2 separate regions of the Zea mays genome follow, and region 2 is linked to region 1. The links are chromatin contacts, called in public Hi-C maps. All regions are on one chromosome and are shown on one strand. The core of a region is the stretch at or near the end of the contact, and the rest is flanking DNA. Distances in the headings are between cores, read along the strand shown. Region 1 holds the start of LOC100280285 (pectinesterase). Region 2 holds the start of LOC103650117 (bidirectional sugar transporter SWEET17).

Evidence for each region. Hi-C and Micro-C count contacts between places; a contact is called where the count stands out from the background.
Region 2: a Hi-C map of leaf shows a contact between it and region 1, with 8 times the contacts expected there. The contact joins the promoter of LOC103650117 here to the promoter of LOC100280285 in region 1. A contact is called at or near these places in 3 of 25 Hi-C or Micro-C datasets (ear, leaf and tassel).

The regions. Positions count from the first base shown.
Region 1 is chr3:56,808,045-56,811,909 of Zm-B73-REFERENCE-NAM-5.0, reverse strand. It overlaps LOC100280285 (pectinesterase), which reads right to left and starts at 1,810. Exons shown (of 2, transcript NM_001153213.1): 1 at 684-1,810. The coding sequence starts at 1,683.
Region 2 is chr3:57,333,577-57,337,441 of Zm-B73-REFERENCE-NAM-5.0, reverse strand. It overlaps LOC103650117 (bidirectional sugar transporter SWEET17), which reads right to left and starts at 1,997. Exons shown (of 6, transcript XM_008675772.4): 1 at 1,678-1,997; 2 at 1,526-1,562; 3 at 1,217-1,430; 4 at 483-647. The coding sequence starts at 1,711.

The sequences.
Region 1 (3,865 bases), core at 561-3,060:
TGCACCTTTTCTCCTCTCCCTCCTCAGCATGCTCGATCGCTCGTGCCGTCGTGCGTGCACGCGCACGCGCACGCACAGTATATAATCGGCAAGCGAAAGAATCTAGTACACGCGGTATGCTTCGTGCTCTTTGTACTGTGAAATTGCAGCGGCGAAAGAAGCTAGCTAGCAGCCAAATCGATCGGTGGGGTAGACCGGCGGTGGTGGTGCTATTTGGACCAGCGCAGCAGCAAAAGCTGCACATGTGCTTGCTGCCACTCGTGGCAGAAATTTAGCAGCCCGTGAAATACCATGCCAACACAGGCAATATACTTACAGTACTTAGGAGCTAAGATATACTCCTGTATGCATGCTTCCTCCTATACTTTTATACTCTCTATCTCTCTTTTACGGTAACTTTATGCAGTTGTTCTACGCCCCCCCCCCCCCCCCCCCCCCAAAAAAAAAAAAATTCTTCCCTGACTTTTCGCTCCGAGATAAAAAAAATTTCAGGACAGAGTAGCGAGTGGGTGCTGCCCACTAGTACAAACACTGCATGCGCTTTTGCAATGATGAACTGGTGAATTGGATTCGGGTGTCAACACAACAGGCAGTACCGGATCGGGTCGTTTAATTTAATGCGCGATGCGATGCGAGCAATTAGAATGTAATTAAGCACTCAAACATAGTAGCAGTGTACTTACCGACTGTGGCCGAGCGGAAGGTGGTGTAGCCGTCGACGACGTTGCGGCTGGCCTTGATGACGGTCTTGCCGATGCCGTCGCCGACGAACATGAGGTTGACGTGCTTCTTCCCGACCTCCACGTTCTCCATGTACGCGCCGGCCTTAATGTAGATCACGTGCCGCTTCTTCGAGTTGGTGGGGGCGGCTGCCACGGCCGCCGCCACCGTCGTGTAGTCCCCGCTGCCGTCCTTGGCCACCACCGCGTCGGCGGCAACGGCCGACGCCGGGGCCTGCAGCAGGCGCCGGTCCCCGGGACGCACCCACCGGGGGAACCCCTTCACCATCTGCCCGTACCCCGTGAACGGCTGCCGCGGCGGCGCTGGCGCCGCTGAGGCGCCGGCGCCGGGCAGCTTCTTGGCCATGGCCAGCGAGTTGCTCACCATGCGGGACACGTGGTGGAAGGTCGGCTCGATGTAGCGCCGCACGCGCCCGCCGCTCTGGTACGCGAAGCCGTCGAGGCAGGTGTACTGGTTGGTGATGGCCGCCGAAAGCACCGTCATCACGTGCTCCATCGTCGCGCGCCTGGCGCCCTGCGACACGCCCGCCGACGCCGACCCCCTGCCGGCGGGGGACGCCAGGTCGGCGGTGCTGGCGCGGAGCTCGTCCATCGTGGTGGACAGCAGCTCCAGGCAGTCGTTGATGGCCAGGCGGTCCCGCGCCGACAGGGACCTGTCCTGCAGGTAGTACGAGCAGTTGCTGGACGTGGCGACCACCACGTCCTCGGTGCGGTTCACGGCCGCGCAGATGACGTCCGGGAGCGGCTTCTTGTGTAGGTCCGGGATGTCCGCGAGTGTCGACAGGCAGAGCTCCGGGTACAGCGTGCCGTCGCAGTGCGCGGCGGCGGCGGACTCCGCGGACGGGTAGAAGGGGACGGTGCCGGCGGCGGTGGCGGCGGTGGCAGCGCATGCGACAATTAGGAGGACCAGGAGATGCTCGCCTCTCTTGGGTATGGGTGGCATTGTGTCCTTGTCTGTGGCAGCTCGCTCTAGTGTGCAGTGGAGAGAGCTGCAGCCTGCAGGCCTGAATGGCTGATAGATAGATAGATTGCGGATTTGGTGTTTGCACTTCCCACGAGAGGTTTATGCAATGCAATGCACAATGCAATGCATCTCTATGTAGAGAGGCCCTACCTATATATGTGCAGCAAGTAGGAGCCTTTCGTGTCGGTGTTGGAATTGGAACCGAGATCCGCCGGACTCGCCAAAAATAAGGGATGGTCTTTAGTCACTTGTCAGTTAATGGACAACAAATTAAAGGAATGCTACATTGCTACTGGAGTAGAGTATACTGGAGTTCGCTAGCTCATTGTTCTGTTGTCATCTGAACCAGAGTCCAGAGGTTGACATGCTCAACCATGGTGGCTGGCTGTTTGCTAGGTATGTTGTTGTCTGCAGTTCAAAGCTATTAGCCTTAATAAATAACTTTTCTTTGCCATGAGCTGTAGCAAGTGAAAGAAGGGGGAAACTGGTAACTTACCTGCACTGCTTTGTGCTGTGCTGTGCTATGCTGGACAAATAATGAAGGACAATTTTCAGCAAGGCTGTGTGCCTAGGACAACAATTGAAATAGGCACTCCGAGCAAGCTTGCCCCCACCCATCAGCATAAATTATCTTATGGCATTAGCCGAATCATGCCAAGACGTCTATAAAAATAGCCTAGACCCCTAGAAATTGGGTTTCGGGGCATGACGGCGGCTACAACTGCTTGAGGCGCGAGCGGTGGCTGGACATCAACGGCGGCTTTATGTGGCGCGAGACGCGAGCGGCGGTGTGAGGCACGAGCGGCGGACCGAGGCAACGTCAGTGAGCGGCGGCCCTAGGTGACATCGGCGAGCAGCTCCCCAAGACGCGAGCGTCATGGCGGCCTCAACTGCACAAGGCACGAGCGGCGGCAACCGCCCGACGCCGAGCGGCGACGCGAGTGTATACGGCGGCCATGGCCCGATGCCGAGCGGCGATGGTGACGGTGACCGCCCGTGACAGCATCTAAAGACGATGATCTCCTCTGATCCGGCGTGTCTCGGGCATCCTTTGACAAAGACCACATTCGATCTGGTGGCTTCAGAGATGTTCGCCAATCCGGTGGCGTTAGGGTCGTCGTCCAGCGTCGTTCTCCCACCGATCCGCGTTTATGCCTTCCATGATTATGTTGTATGCACACTATTTATGCATTCTATTGGGAATTTTTATGATGATGAATACAACGTCTCTCACGTGGCTTCGATTTTTTATGGTAACCACCTAAATTCACGCACATTTGTTACGGGGATGTCAAACGTGATATCACACTGACCATTATTATAACATTGTGGATTTTTATGCTTACCAATGTCAATATTTATGCTTAAAATTAGGATGTTTATGCTCAAACATGTGGATGCGTCCACCAATGTCCCGCATGCATATTTTTTGCATGCACAGTAAAAAGGGAATCCCTTAATTTATGGTGTTCGTAAATGCCATTAAAATCAAATTGTTTAATCAATTCCCCCTAATCAACTCTTCTAATCAACCCCCTAATAAAATCCCTTGATTTATGGTGGTCACATGGACGTGAGAGCTAATGGTTGAGAGTGAATGAACATTTACGATGTTATCTATCATTATATGTGCTCCAACTTGAAGATTTTTATGATTAGTAATACTAGGCATCAGAGTTACTAGCGCCCCTCACTTTAGCTCGGTATTTATGATCATAACTAATGGATTTTACGCTCAAAATTGAAGGTTTTTACCCTCAAACATGTAGATGCATTCACTAGTGAACTGCTTGCCAGATTTTTATGCAGTGTACCAAGTATATATCATAATTAGTATCAATATATATTATAAATTGGTTATAACGAGTCTAGCTGCATGGCTATTGGATCGATCCTATATTTATGGAATCATCCTATTTTTGCGAGCATGCAGTGGAAACGAAAATATCTTCTAAAATTTTCGCACATGCAATAAAAACTCTCACGATCTACCATAATTACTGGATCTACCACAAAAATAGGATATGCATGCATGGGCCTGCGCATGTGCACATGGTCCAGTGGCTGGGCGAGATTTTTATGATATCTCCATGAACAATTTACACTATTTCCACGAAGTATTTATGCTATTTGCGTAAAAAATAGAACCACAATTTAAGGC
Region 2 (3,865 bases), core at 748-3,247, 530 kb before region 1:
CAAATGGATTGCTAGAAGAAAAATATCTCGAAGACCTTTTTTCGCATTTATATATATCTGTCCAAATAAACCTTTGCTGGCTCATTAACAGTTTGGTGCTTATGTATGTGAAATTTATGGGTTTTACTTTTGCAAAGTAAGAACTTAGCCGGTCACAAATTAATTTTAACTGACATCATTGTAAAGCATCGTGATGTTTCAAGGGAGTACAAACTATATATAAAGAGAACATGAAATAAAAAGGAGCATCTCAAAATCTAGTTACGGCAAACAAACAAATAAAGCCTCGTTAAAAAGGTAAGAAAAGAGGTTGATGATCAATTAGAGTTAGTTTGGAAACTCAATTTTTTCCAGAGATTACTCTTTTCTCAAGAGAAAATGAAATAATTTTTCTTAGTAAAATGAAAATTACTTGAAAAAATGGAGTTTTTTTTCTAAACTAGCCCTTAGTATATATATAAATATGCGAGGAAAGAACTTACCATGGCAGCAAGGGGTGACCCGTACATGAGTACGTTGAGGCAGGCACATATCATCCCTATCACCATGATTCTCATGTTTAATTCGTTAATGGCGAACGTGGTGGCCACAAACACTACTCCAAAGCCACCGATGTCCAACGCTGCTGCCAGCTTCGCCGTCTTAACCTGTATAATACACAATAAAACACTAACGGGTAATAATAAAGCATTGATTTTATTAGAGTGTATTTGGCTTAATATATAAAGGAATGAGGTTCACACTTTTTTTGTTTGGTGGAACGGAATTGTTGATCCTTCACTAATCACTATCTCATGTGTCTCATTAGCTAATAACTAGTATAAGCGTGTGAAGTGAGGTGATTTTATAGAATTCATAGGACAAACTTCAATAAGTCCCGGAAAATAGAACAGAACAATTAGATCTAGTTTGAAAACTTAATTAAATTCTTTGGTGGATTCTCGGGGATTGAGTGAAAAATTAAACTAATATTTATCCCTCAATCTCTAGGAATCTCGAAGAGGATCAGATTTAAATTTCCAAACTAACCGTTAATGAGGATGCAAATATGTATAACAGCATATGAGAACACGGAGTGCTTCAAGGAACACTTATGAATCGACTACACAGCAGCCAATTCTTATTAGGAAGCAAAGCAACGGTATTGTGCGTGGACTGATGAATTAACACGCACGGCCGGAGAACCGAGAGAGAAATATGTATGATGATCCCTCACCCTTGTGGCATGATTGGCGGCGTAGACGATGAAGAGGACGACGTAGATGGCCTCCATGGCAGCCCCAAAGCCATTGACGGTGGCAACGAGGAGCCCGTCAGGCTTGGTGGCGCCGTAGTAGAGCCACAGCAGCGCGTTGAGCAGCGTGAACACGTACGGCGCCGGCTCGAACTCCTCCGTCGACCCGCTCCGCACGATCCTCCAGAACGTCTTGCTGTGTATTTATATATGCATGGTAGCTTTCAGTTTGCAGCTATAGCTAGCAGCGACGACGGCAGGAAAACTATGTATATATCGAGACACTCTTACATGGGAGAAATGAAGACCAGAACTGAGATGATGTTGCCTACAAAGGAGAAAGCGAAGCAGCTGGATTAAAGGCTATAGTAACAAAGCAATTATAATACTAACTAAGCTACTGATTTTAATCCTCCTTACTATACATATATACACATGCTTACCTATGACGCCGATGATGAAGAGTGTGGAATCCATGGAGGTTCAAGATAGGCAGACAGACAGGAGGCCACACAGCTGGCGGCTCAAAACGGAAGCAAAGCGGTAGATCGAGATCCAGTCAGCTCAGCTGCTGTCTCTACTGCCCTTGAGCGGGAGAGAGGACACCAGGGACCGCTGAAATGCATATTTCAAGCAGCCTGAGGCCGACCGCGTGCAGTGCCATTATAGATTACGCCCAAACCTACCTGCCCTTCTTACAGGCACTGCAGTGGCATGCATGAACATGTGAACGACTCAGGCCCCGCCTCTCGTGTAACACATGAAGATATTTTCTGAAAAAAACGTATAAATACCTATATACGCTACACTGCCGGAAAACTGGGCTTCTATCCCTTGACTTCGATACAGGTTCTTTTAGAATGGGCACTGAAACAAATTGTAATACCGCATAGCTAGCAAGAGCAAACCGTTACTCGTGCCTACCAAAATTTGTTGAAGATTTTTTATTTACGCGTTTGTTGCCGTCGATCTGGACACCAATCACTGCGAGGTGTACCGACGGCAGTGCGGGCGTTCTATGGCCTAGGGGAAGTCTAGACCCGTTCCTAGGCGTTCTCCAACAACTCCCACAAGTTTAGAGGTTAAACTCGCGTGGAGAAAGGAGCTTAATTCGTCTGATCTAATCCTATCACGGACTATCGACGCCTATAGGCGGACTGTCCGCAGGCCGAACTGTTCGAGCCTCAGGACTGGACCGTCCGGCCATGCCCAATATCACAAATGGTGCTCAACACATGCCCCCTGCATTTTTGGGAAGTTCAGCAAATCAAAAGCACTGGTGCAGGCTGGAAACAACTCGATGTGACAACATTGGTTCTCCTAAGCATCTTGCCACATACTAGAATGATATTGCTTCAGGAAACGACCATTCAGCGTCTTGGGTATGTCCTCACCTTGCAAAGTTTATAACATGTAGGCATTACCAGCTATTACTTGTGTTTTTCTATAAGGGCCTTCCTAGCTTGGTGATCATTTGCCGAAGTTTCGGTCCCTGCTTCTTAGTGGCAAGACGGTCTTCCAAACCAGGTCTGCAACCTGGAATGACTTAGCCTTGACCTTCTTGTTGTAAGCTTTGTCAACCATAATCTTATCTTTCTCGAGCTCTCCTAGAGCCACCAATCTCTTATCGGTTACTTCATCAATATTGTCCATCATCAAATTATAATAATCTCCGACAGCTAGACGTCCTGCCTGGAAAACCTGATAGCATTTAGGCTTATCTTCACAAGCAAAACAACTTCCTGTCCATAAACAAACTCAAAAGGAGAGACATTAGTAGCACGGTGTTTATATATTCTATGAGCCTATAGAGCCTTAGACAAAACCTTATGCCAATGCCTAGGATAATCAGATATCTTCTTATTTATAAGGCTAATCAACGTCCTGTTACTAGACTCAGCTATCCATTGGCCTGGGCATAATATAGAGAGGAATTGAGCAATTTGATCTTATATAATTTAGCATACTCACGTACCACATTTGACATAAAAGAAGTCTCCTGGTCCATAGCCAAAGTTTGTGAAATGCCGAATCTATGAATGATATGCTCAGTTATAAACTCAATTACCTCTTTATGTGTCATGTTCTTCAGAGCAACAGATTCAGTCCATTTGGTGAAGTAATTTGTGGCAACCAACACAAATCGATGCCCCTTTGATGGCGAAGGATGAATTTCTCCTACAAAGTACAAACCCCAACCCCTAAAGGGCCAAGGTTTGATAATATGATGTAGTTTAGATGTGGGGACTAACTGCAGATTACCGAACTTCTGACATACTTGACATCCTTTGTAGTATTTGAAACAACCAGCTATCATGTCATGCCAATAGAAGCCAGATCTTTTCAATAGCCACTTTTTCTTTGGAGCCGATTGATGAGTACCACAAACGCTTCATGTACTTCAGCCATAGCTTATATAGCATCATCCCGACACAAGCATTTAAGCAAGACATCGCCATTAATTCAACGGTAAAGTTCATTATCAATTAAGATATATTTGAAAGTTGTATGTTGAATATTCCTATATGTCCTAACACTAGGATTACATAGGTAATTAATTATAGGCGTCCTCCAATCAATTGCATCGACTAATATTGTCAGGTGAATTGATAAAGGAGACATTTCTGGTAC